2 separate regions of the Zea mays genome follow, and region 2 is linked to region 1. A link is a contact called in public Hi-C data. All regions are on one chromosome and are shown on one strand. The core of a region is the stretch at or near the end of the contact, and the rest is flanking DNA. Distances in the headings are between cores, read along the strand shown.

Region 1 (5,845 bases), core at 630-3,129:
TAGGGCGCCACTCTTTCCACTCCCCATGCAACTCTTTAGCATCAGACATTGAATTAACTGTTAGTGTGCTTTTGCGAGAATGGCAGAATGCATGGACTGTGATAGAAGCATCACTTGATACCACTAGAATTTCATTAAAACTTGAGTCATCAAAAGCATCAGAACAGTATCCCCATGCTAAAGACTTCACTCGGGGAATAGTAGAAAACGTTTTGAAGACTGCCTGAGTACAGGTATCCGATAGAGCTCTATGAGATTCAACTTGTGATGAGTTGATCTCAGCAGTTGCCAGGACAAGATCCCCTGGGTTGTAAAACCATGGTTAGAAAATAAGAACAACATTACCAGTAGAACAACAAACAAAGGCACCAACGTGATCAAGAACAGTGGATAGCGATAAAGCCTCACCATGGTCTGAGAGCAGTCCAAAAAGACGCCTTGTTGGAGATATAAAAGCCTCTCGAAATTTTGATAGTTTGAGATGGGGTTGTAGCAATGTCCATCTGCATAACTGTAGTACAGCAGGCCCATCATCTATCTGACGAGATGTGGACATCGTTCATATGCCCATCAACAGCTAATGATGGTAACGAGTAACATTGCTTGAAAAAAAACAGAAAATAGAAGGAATTAGACAACGGCTGAACAGAACATGGACATGTCATATAGAAAAGGAATGTAGGCTGTAGAGCACTATTTACATAGAGACCAAAGTCCAAACGAATGCTTCAAAATGATTGAGACAGAGAAGCTCAATAAGTCAAGCTTACCCGTTGTCTTATTTTTTTAAAACAAATCTTGGAAAATGACAAATTATGAATTAAGTGGACATCTAAACAGAAAACACAAAATGATGACTGCTAATAATAATGCTAAAATATGACAATACATGATTAGCTTGAGGACAACAAACATAGCCAATACGAGCAGTAAAAAATACCAATAATCCAACATTAGAATTTAGTACTCAGTAAAAGAACAGTGTTCCAACTCATACCTATTTAAAGCGAAAACCTAATGGGATGTGAACTTTGTTTAGTCTAATGAGCAAGCTGAGAGGAGGACGACTACCAAAACATTGGCACACAGCCACACAGGGTAGTATACAGCTACAAAAGTATATGTTCTATGTATGATCCCCAGCCAAAGCTACTTCGTGAACCTAGAGATTACTTAATCGAACTAACAGGTAAGCATGGACAGATGAAACGGTCTGCCATCAATAACGGTTTCCTTCCCTAATTAAGACCCACTTAGCCACTTAGCCAGATGAAGTCCTCGTTTGAAACCCAGTTCAGCGAAAAATTGGGGTTAAAAAGGAGCAAGCGCGCGGCGAACACATGCATGCTACTCGAGATAAGCCTAATCCCGTCTCGAACTAACCCCCTGCGCGCTCACGATAAGCGAAGAAACGGGCGTGGCCATCAAATGAGCCCAATCCCAGCCGCAAATCGCAAAGCTTCAGGACTCGGATCCAGCACCGACCAAAACCCCAAACGAATTTAAGTCCCGCGCTGCAACGAGCTGGCACGCAGCAGCCCGTGGGATCGCGATGCGCCACGGGGGACGAGGGGAGAGGGCGGCGAGTGCTCACCGTGGAGCCCGAGCCGAGGAGTGGATGGCGGCGGAGGTGAGGTGGTCGCCGACCAATCGCTCGGTCTGTCCGCGTCTGTCTCCGTGCCGTGCGGCAGTTGTTCCCTCCGCTCTCTTCTTCCGTTCATTTCGCTGGTGGCTTCGGCATGGGGCCTCATGCCAGGGTGGGCACGTGCCATCACGTGAGGAAGAGGAACTGGAATTTTACCTTGGGCTGCATATCTGAACTTTGATGGAACGGCCACGTCCTTTAGGCCCAACCAAAATGGAAATAGAGCAGATGACATGTTGGCAGCCAAGGCACCTGTTTGTTTCGGCTTTTTATAGCTTCTGGCCACCAAAAGCTGCTGCGGATTGTCAAACACTTAGCTTTTCAGCCAGCTTTTATAAAATTCGTTTAGGTAAAAACCATTCAAAATCAACATAAACATATAATCGGTTGAGTCGTCGCAATAGTAGTAATCCGCCACTTTATAGATTCTAAGCCCCATGGACAATTTTATCTTCCTCCACACGTAATCGTAATGATACTCAGATTCTCCTCACAGCCAGATTCTCTCTACAGCTAGATTTTCAGAAAAGCTGGTCAGAAAAAAGCTGAACCAAACAGGCCCAGTTCTGGCCGATGGACATGAGGAACGGGAGAAATTTGGAATTTTGTCTCGTTATGGCAAGTAGGTTTACCATTATTTTAAGGGCTTCGTCTATATATATACCATTATCAACCAAGATGTGTACGCTAAAATGTCTTCTCGCTATTTAATAAGACGAAAAATCAATTAGAGAAGAACAGCCTTGGGCATCGCAGGGGAGGTGTTCGTGGACGAGCGTGTACCCCATCACAACGGTCAACGGAGCCAACATCGGCCAGGTCTCCGTCAGACCGTCACGCTCTCCATGGTGCATGTGGCCAGGCACAGCACAGCACGAGGTCGAGGCTCACGTTGATGGAATAAGGGTCTGTTTGGTTGGGCTGTGGCTGTGAAAAAAGTTGCTGTGGGCTGTGAGTTGTGGAAAAAGCTGCTGTAGGCTGTGAGTCATTAAAAAGCTAAAAATCGTTTGGTAGAAACCACTAAAAATCGTTAAAAGTTCTTCGATATATGTTTTCATAGTTTCATCCGAAAAGCCACTAAAAGCAGGTACAGGGGTGCTTTCAGATTTGCACTGTGAGAAAGTCAGCTTTTAGAAAAAGCTGCTTCCTGGATCCAGCCCTTTGGTTGGCTTTTGGCTTTTAGGGGGCAAAAGCCAAAAGCCAAAAGTCAAACCAAACACACCCTAAGTCCTCTAGCATCTAAAGGACAACCTGTTTTTAACTGTTCTCTATAGTCCTTTAGCATCTAGAGGACAGTTTAACTGTCCTCTATAGTCTCTTTAGTATTTAGAGGACATCAGTCGCTTTTTGACTGTCCTCTGTAGTCACTTTAGCATCTAGAGGGCAACAGTCACTTTTGACTGTCCTCTGTAGTCTCTTTAGCATCTAAAGGACAATCCTGTTGTGTAGTGTGTGTGAGAAGGTGTGGTAGTGCAGCCCCTAGGGCTATAAATATGTGTCCCCAACCCCTCTAAGGGCATGGCATTGTGTAGTGTTTGAGGAAATAAACAGAAAAATTGCTCCAACTCATAGTGTCATCCTCTTGATGAGAGTTGAGTCCCTCTACTTACAATTGGTATCGGAGTCAAACTATCCTACAGCCTAAACATCTCGTGCTCATCTCCTTCCCGCGCCTCTCCCCACACTCAGTCGGCAGCAAGAGCTCCAACTGTTCCTTCCTCCCATGCTCAGACGAGCAGCCTTTCATCTGAGACAGCCTCTTCCACACGCAGCGACCCCTCACTAGCCCACCATGTCCCTACGCTCGGCCACTTCGAGTGCGCGGCGCCAGCAGGAGGCCGAGGTCGCCGCGGCACAAGAACGCGAGCGAGCAGCAGCAGCGGCTGCAGCGACAGCGGCGAGGGCAGCACGGTTGGCGGCGGCGGAACTGGCAGCGGCGAGAGCGGAAGTAGAAGCAGCGGAGGCGGCGGATGCTGCACGTGCGGCGGCAACAGAGCTCGAGGTTCTGCGCGGCAGTAGAGCTGGCAGCTCTGCTTCTGTCGACGACAACACTGACGAAGAGCTCAGGCTGGCAAGAGAAGCAGCGCGAGAGCAGGCGGCACAGTGGGCAGCCGCGCATCCCCATGGGGGCGCGCGTGGCGGCAGCCCGGATAGGCGCCGACGCGCCGACGGCGCTCCAGGCGGGGGCGCACGCGGCGGCAGCCCAGACGGACGTAGACGCGCCGGCGGTGCTCCCGACGGCGGCGACCGAGTCGACGGAGATCGCGGCCTCTACAGGCGGCGCGGTTCTCCCTCCCCGGATCGGTACCATGGTCACCGCATGGCCCAGGCCATTGTTAGGGACATCGGTCCCGGCGGTGGGTGGCCTACCCTCACCAAGACCAACTACGTCGAGTGGGCCGCAGTGATGAGGGTACGGCTCCAGGTTCGCCACATGTGGGAAGCAGTTCGTTACGACGACATCGACTACCATGAGGATCGGCGGGCGTTGGATGCCCTCATTGCTGCAGTCCCGCCCGAGATGCAGTTTTCGCTTTCCCAGAAGCGGACTGCCAAGGAGGCCTGGGACGCCATCGCTGCGACCTGCATCGGCAGCGATCGTGCCTGCAAGACCACACTGCAGGCACTTCGCAAGGAGTGGGAGAACCTGGCCTTCAAGCCAGGTGAGGATGTTGATGACTTTGCTCTCTGCCTCAACACTCTGTTGAAGATGGTGCAGTTCGGCGACGACACCTACGATGAGGAGAGAGCTGTTGAGAAGCTCTTTCGTTGCATCCCCGAGAAGTACAGGCAGATTGCTCGCTCGATCGAGTCTCTGCTAGACCTCTCCACGATGACGATCGAAGAGGAGATTGGTCGCCTCAAGGTGGTCGACGGCGACGAACCACAGGCTCTCTCTGGGCCTATCACTATCGGCGGGAAGCTACATCTCACTCGGGAGCAGTGGGAGGCCTACCAGGGTGACAAGAAGAAGGGGGAGTCCTCCTCGACACGAGGCCGCAAACGCGGCAAGCCGCGCAAGGCGCGTGGAGGCGCCCAGGCCGGGGCGCGAGGACATGCTGAGGGTGGTGCACGTGGAGGTGCCCAAGGTGGCGCCGTCGGCAACAAGAAGCCGGCACGAGACGACGGCTGCCACAACTGCGGCAAGCTTGGCCACTGGGCCAGGGATTGTCGGCAGCCACGACGTGGCCAGGCCAACGTCGCACAGGCGGAGGCAAAGGAGGAGGCCCTGCTCCTGGCACATGCAAGCATCGAGCCATCTCCAGCGGCACCGGCCGCAGCGGCACTCCTCCACCTTGATGAGTCGAAAGCACGCGCTTTCCTCGGCGACGGCTCCAACAAGGACATGATCGAAGGATGGTGCCTCGACACCGGCGCCACTCATCACATGACCGGTCGACGGGAGTTCTTCACCGAGCTTGACTCTAGCGTCCGAGGCTCCGTCAAGTTTGGGAATGCCTCCGGCGTAGAGATCAAGGGTGTCGGCTCAGTCGTCTTCACCGCCGCGTCTGGTGAGCACAGGCTGCTCACCGGAGTCTACTACATCCCTGCGTTGAGGAACTCTATCATCAGCTTGGGACAGCTGGATGAGAACGGTTCGCGCGTGGAGGTCGAGCACGGAGTCATGAGGATCTGGGATCCCTCTCGTCGCCTTCTTGCCAAGGTACACAGGAGTCCAAATCGGCTATACATCCTCAATGTGAAGGTGGCACAACATTGCTGCCTTGCTGCTCGTCGAGACGACGGGGTATGGCAGTGGCACGAGCGCTTCGGGCACCTTAACTTCGAGGCCCTGAAGCGGCTCAGTGCCAAGGAGATGGTACGAGGCCTGCCGTGCCTTGACCATGTGGAGCAATTCTGCGATGTCTGCGTGTTGACAAAGCAGAGACGGCTCCCCTTTCCCCAACAGTCGAGCTTCCGAGCCAAGGAGAGGCTCGAGCTCGTGCATGGGGACTTGTGTGGCCCAGTGACACCAGCCACACCAGGAGGACGACGCTACTTCTTGCTGCTCGTTGACGATCTCTCCCGCTACATGTGGGTGATGATCCTTGGCAGCAAGGGAGAGGCTGCGAACGTGAGAGCACCTAGAGGGGGGTGAATAGGTGATCCTGTAAAACTTCAAAACTTAGGCCACAAAAACTTGGTTAAGTGTTAGCGCAATAACCGCCAAGTGGCTAGAGAGGAATTTTCAACAAAACA
Region 2 (6,126 bases), core at 2,709-5,208, 170 kb after region 1:
ATACAGATGGGAGAGGCAGACCGGCAAATCAGCTCGCGTAGCCACGTAAATGGAAGTACGGTTTCAGGCCTACAAATTTGACAGGACCAGTCCACATACGCACGCAAATCAGTGAAACAGCCTACAACTAGCACGAACAAACCACTCATCAGTTCATGCAGCCACAACGACTGCGACGACCGACGAAGCAGGCAAAAAGATGAACAATAAACGAGTCATTATATATCAGTCCTTTGCCTCTTCCTACCAGGCTATCCATCACACAACAACCCCCCACAAATGAAGGAATTCGCATCTGCTAGCTGCGACCTTGGGGCAAGGCAGGCAAGCAATGGAGTATGGTTTGGGATCAGACAGGTCAGCGATGGCCGGCGGTGCACACTGGGACCTACTGCCTTATTTTCTTCGAGCTGCAGTCCGGGCACTTGTAGTGCTTTATGTGGTCCGCTTTGGCAGGGGTGATCCGCACGCACTTCCCGTGGAACCACCGCTCGCAGATGTCGCAGCCGATCCAGAACTCGTTCGCGTTGTAGAGGCCGCCGCAGCTTCCACAAAAGGTTTCCGTGTGTTCCTCGTCCTCCTCGTCATCGTCGTCGTCGTACTCTTTGGCAGCAGGAGCTGCTGCCCTGGAGTTCTTCGCATGGCCATCGTTTCCTCTCTACACACGAGAAAGAAGCAACTCGTTCTGAGTAAGATTTTTGTATATAAAGTGGAGCAAAACCAAACTATTGGAAGGATTAATGTGGCACCTTTGATGAGTGCCTGGACTTGCCGCTGCTATCAACGCCAGACCTATCCCTGACGTGTTTCCTGTCCGCAAATGCTTCAAAGACAGAAGGAAGATCACTGATCATGCTGAATAAGCGCTTCCTGAGATAAAAAAAAAGAGCAAATAATGAAATCAGAGCCTGCTTCAGTTGTCAATAATTAGGGAAAAAACATTTCCTTCTCTGGCAACCAGTATCCCAGCCTTGTCAGAATAACACCCTCTGGACATCATATCCAAACAACAGTGAGACCATAAGCTGGGTACCAGAACACTGAGGTCCAACAACGTGTCCCTCAAAAGAGGAAGTGATGGAACTCAGAATCTATAACCCATTATCAAAAGACAGGACAGGCCTACGGTGAAACAAATGATGACTTAAAAACTAAGACCTATCGTCTAACCCTTCCTAAAGTGTTGAAGTTCATTATACCTTCAGGTGCAGAGATGAACAAATAAGGTCTCAAGAACAAAAGCCAAATTCGAAGTTTTGAAAAATCTCTTGGAACTGAAAATTATCTAGGTTGAACTGCATAAAGCAGTATATAGAAAAGGAATGCAGAGGAGTAATTATGCATAATATTCTCGCTGTCATTCTCATCAACTAAAACTTGTGATAGAAAGAACAACAAGTGCAAATCAGCAATCTAATCAATAGAGATTCAGCGAAGGCTGTTGAAATACATAAACCTCAACCTCCACAAAGTAGGCACTTAGGATTAAATACTACATAACGGTCAGCAAAATATTAATATGAGATGCAGAAATGATATAATTAGATGAAAAAACAAAGGTTTTACTTAAACACTAAAAAACCATTACATAATCAAGAAAAGCAAAGGAATTTAAATACTAGTGTAGCAAGAAAAAAAATAAAAAATTCAGAAAAAAGCATAAATAGATGCCACTAATATACTGCCCTTGTTTGCCATGACTCTAGACATCTCACTTATAATACCGCTATGTATTTAAAATGCTCAAAATATCTGCAGATTAGTATATTGGCACACAATTGTTTGGGCAACCCTCACTATAAAAATGAACACATCGTAACTAAATTATGCATATGATTCCCCACCTTGCCAATTAGCTAAAATCATTTCTAGGCAAGCATAAAACATTTGCACTAGCAAACAAGCTGTAACATTTTAGTACACCCAGCAAGAGTTTAGAGTTGCAATCAAAGATTGAAGGATTCACTAAGATGATCGGATGCAGTTGTAAATGGCCCAGCAATAAATACAGGTGCTGAGGGATGTCTCTTTAACCTCTCTTCTAAACCGTGGCATTGTTCCCCACAAAGCAAAAATACGATTGACTTCAGAATTCTTATAAGCAATGGAACATGCAGTTCTAGAGCAAGATAGATCCTCAACTGCTCCACATGATTTTCGGTAATAATAAAGTGGAAAAGGAACCAATTGTTTGGCACTCCCATAATAAACAGATGGATCCATGATCTCCGCAGTACTACTCATTTTTCCAGTAGTAATTCTAGGTACTATTGCGTGTAATGTAGGTTTAGCGGTTCTAGAGCCGTCAATGATTGGTGAACCGGCGGATCCGTTTGCGACTCCTTTGGAAATATTATCCGAGTGGTACTTTTCCCGGATTTCAAATACTCCATACAGTACCCAATAAGTTATTGGGCGTTCTCTTAATGGTTTCTGTGCCAACGGGCTTATTGACAGTACCCTTTCTAGAGAATGTCAATAAATTCCAAAATCCATTTCGTCGCCCAGTAGCTACGACCGTTTTTTTAATCGGTACTGCAGTAGCTCTTTGGTTAGGTATTGGAGCAACATTACCCATTGATAAATCCTTAACTTTAGGTCTTTTTTTAGTTTAGGGATTTTTCGAGTTGATTCATTCCACCGCGAAGTCCCCTGCATGGGTATCTAGGAAATAGAGAACGGAACTCTATGAAATGCACCATTATGAAATATAAAGACTGATGATTCTCACTGCACCAGTGTTCTTATGGCGTCGCCTAGGCGTCCAGGCGCCCGGGCAAAACTGGTCGCCTTACTCGCCATTCCCGCCTAGGCGCTAAGGCGCCTGTCTGATCCACTTGCTCGCCTAGGCGCCTTAAGAACACTGCACTGCACCATGCACTCATGCAGCATAAACAGAAACAAAAAGAAAAGAGAACAGCGTGCAAAGGGAGATAAAGCGAACTCATTCCCAAAGCATGACCCCCAATTCACTCAAATGAAACAAAAAGAGGAGCACAATAAACATGTGCACATGCAAACACATGCGCCAAGTGAAAAAAATATATATTGTAGGCCATAAACACGAACAACCTCAGAGTATCCCAGTCACCTAACAATCAAACAACTAATTCACCAAAATAAAAGGCAAACAATGAAGTTAACAAAACCAAATGTTCGAGGAATGAATCTAAGAACAAGCACTCTACGCTCTCAGTGAACACCAGGCAACTGATTGAAAAAGCGAATAGCATCCAGCGTGTGCTACAGGACAGAATTGGTACCGGTCGTTGGCGTTGAGGCGGGCGCCGTAGAAGAAGGCGACTGAGATGAGCCACGAGTCAGAGTGGACCGCGACGAGTGAGAGCCAGTCGCGGCGCTGCATGCCATCGCGCGCAAAGTTGATGCCGAGCGCCGGCTCGGGCAACTCCGGAGGAACCTCGTCCGCCGGCGGCGAGACCTCCCAGCTACCGTTGGGAAGGCCGTAGAGACACAAGTTCTCCTTATCTGCACGCAGGACAAAGGAAACGCCGATCCGCTCATTCCCCGCCCGGATCCACCACCCGACGCACGCACCGCGCGAGAGCTGGCCGCGGATTGATCTCACTCACCTGGGTCGCAGAAGCTGCAGAAATCGTCCACATCTGCACCGGCAACGACACGGGAGGTAAGCGTTCGTTAGATCTGCGCGGGTCTCAGAGCGCTGCGGCGCGGCGAGGTAGGCGGGGGGAGCCATCGTTACCGGAGGTGAGGGCGCGGACGAGCCCCGCGCGCCGGCCGGAGAAGTCTTTGAAGATTTCCTCGACCGAGCGCGGGTTGGAGGAGACGGCCGCGGGGGCCATATCCATGCGACACGACGGCCGTCGGTGCGCGCCCACGCCGGCGGCGGCGTGCTCCGAGCGGGAGCGGCTGGCGGAGAGGGGCGAAGCAGCGGCGGCGGCGGGCGACGAGGCGTTGGCAGGCACACACAGGAGTTGGGATTCGGCTGCCTTGCTTGCTTCGTGTTCGTCGCCTATCTTCTATTTACACAACCGGGCACGGCATGGGCCGGGCAAGGCACCCGGCCGAGGCAAAAGGGTTCGTTTGTTTCGGTCACGCCTGGCGGCCCGCGACGCGATGCCGCCTCGTGGGGCCCTGACACTGACACGACGGGCCACGAGCGTGAGATTTAGTGGTGGCCCCGCATGGAGGCGAGATCTGTGGAGTGCGTGTAGGAGGTGCGGCCTATAGGTACAGGGGGCACGGACCCGAATAGGCTGCTGACTTGGCACCGAGCCTCACGTTCGGGATCGCCGGATCGGGTCCTGGTTTCCAGATTTCCACTGCTTCGCAAGTTTTCGCTGATGGATACTGCTAGTGCTACTGAGCATAATCGCAACAGCGCAGGGATCTGGGCTACTTTGGAGCCGTCGACCCGGACATCAGCGGTTCAGAGATTCAGGTCTACCAAGATACCACGGAAAGATAATATTAACACAGATCACGCACTGGCAAGCGGTTACGGATATAGAATTCAATTCAGAATCTTCTAAACAAAACTATGGCAAAACAATCGCTAGGTTCTCAACATGAGGTCCCAGAACTCCAAAAGCATTACATGATTCATTTGTGGCGAGGGGGATAGGGTTTTTAAGATCTCGGCTTCTCCTTCTTCTCCTTGAAGAGGGCGAGCAGGGAAACGCCCGAGACCTTCACAACCTTGAAACGGACACCGGGAATATCTCCCACAGCGTGGCCCTTACGACCGAACCCCGCGATCAGCACCTCATCCTGCAGAGGAAGGGAGGGTGGCAAACATCAACAAACAGAGCATGGTCGAACAACATCATCAGTTACCCGTGAAGAGTTGATGAAACTTACGTTTTCCTCGATGTAGTTCAAGCAGCCGTCGTTCGGCACAAAGGCGGCAATCTTCTTACCGTTCTTCACCAGCTGAACACGAGCACACTTACGAATAGCAGAGTTAGGCTGCTTGGCCTCGATGCCGCTGCAAATGAAGTAGTGCATGTCAAGCATTGGTGAATTTGCCTATTCTTCAGAAGAAAATGAAATCTGCTGTTTCAGGAACTCACATCTTTTCGAGGACGATCCCCTTTGCGTGAGATGATCCAGCAAAGGGTTTCTTCCACTCGTTGCCAAGATGGCTCTTCTTGTAGGCTTTGTCAGCCCACCTCTGGTTCCTCCTGTGGGTCTTGAGCTTGCGCCCAGCTCCCATACCACGTGTCTTACTGCAGCAGAATCACAAACGTTAGCATCCAAAAGTACATGCTAACACCAGGTGTAGCACATCAACCATTTTCAATTTAAAGATCAAGAAACATATGCAGCCAAGTGCCTAGGTTGCTTGTTCATAAACCATAAAAGGCTAGATTCTAACTCATTCAGCTAGCAACTAGCATGACATGGCAACCAAAGTCAAGTCTTTGTAGATTCGGTTTCCCCGACGTATAAAGCTCCAGGTACAAAGGATTACCAGGCCTCAAAGCAAAGTTTACATAGCAGAGTACTATTAATCTGCATGGCTTATGAAACTGAACTCTACTGATTGCTGACCCCTACTTTGGAATGAACTTCCTGTTTGAATTTAATGTATATCCATGAGAATACTGTTAAGTTGGAAAGCAGAAGCTCTACTTCAATAGAAGCATAACCTAAAGAGTAGAGACTTATTTCGTATTTAGCAACCATATAAGCCGGTTATATTTAAAAGGGATAAAATCGCAGCCAAGGAACAATATGAAAACATCTATATTTTCATGACCATTTCAAAGAAAGTTAATATGGAAAATAAAAGGAGTTGCTGTCCTTGTTCATAACTGACAGTAATAGTAGATGTGAACATGTGATATGTACAGGGGTCAACAATTCAACATGTAATTATATCTCAATGAGCTCACATGAGTACTAATGTCACCATAAACGAGGGGCACATCCATAAATCTAGATCATTAATTGTAAAAAATATTCAGCGTGATTTTATAAGACATTGTACAGCATAAATTTGGTGGTGCCTGGGAGAAGGGATCTGATTACAACACTTGCTCTAAGCAGCCTGCACCATAAACATAAGAGAACCAAAAGGAACTCCAAGAGAACATTACACTGCTCTCTGATGTCCACTACAAAGGTCATACACATCCGAGGAGC

What was found. A called contact is a pair of places that touch in the nucleus more often than the background predicts.
Region 2: a contact with region 1 is called in a Hi-C map of ear, with 4 times the contacts expected there. The contact joins the promoter of LOC100192747 here to the promoter of LOC103644246 in region 1. A contact is called at or near these places in 11 of 25 Hi-C or Micro-C datasets (bundle sheath, ear, endosperm and 5 more) and 2 of 3 datasets of contacts at active chromatin or transcription factors (leaf and seedling).

Annotation. Positions count from the first base shown.
Region 1 is chr1:299,726,802-299,732,646 of Zm-B73-REFERENCE-NAM-5.0, forward strand. LOC103644246 reads right to left here and starts at 1,880. Exons shown (of 27, transcript XM_020547018.2): 1 at 1,595-1,880; 2 at 409-602; 3 at 1-303. The coding sequence starts at 556.
Region 2 is chr1:299,897,600-299,903,725 of Zm-B73-REFERENCE-NAM-5.0, forward strand. LOC100192747 (ALFIN-like transcription factor) reads right to left here and starts at 3,959. Exons shown (of 5, transcript NM_001137946.1): 1 at 3,722-3,959; 2 at 3,591-3,623; 3 at 3,264-3,486; 4 at 750-870; 5 at 19-658. The coding sequence starts at 3,827. The coding sequence ends at 389. LOC103644248 (40S ribosomal protein S23) reads right to left here. Exons shown (of 4, transcript XM_008667451.4): 2 at 5,052-5,207; 3 at 4,840-4,966; 4 at 4,424-4,749. The coding sequence ends at 4,609.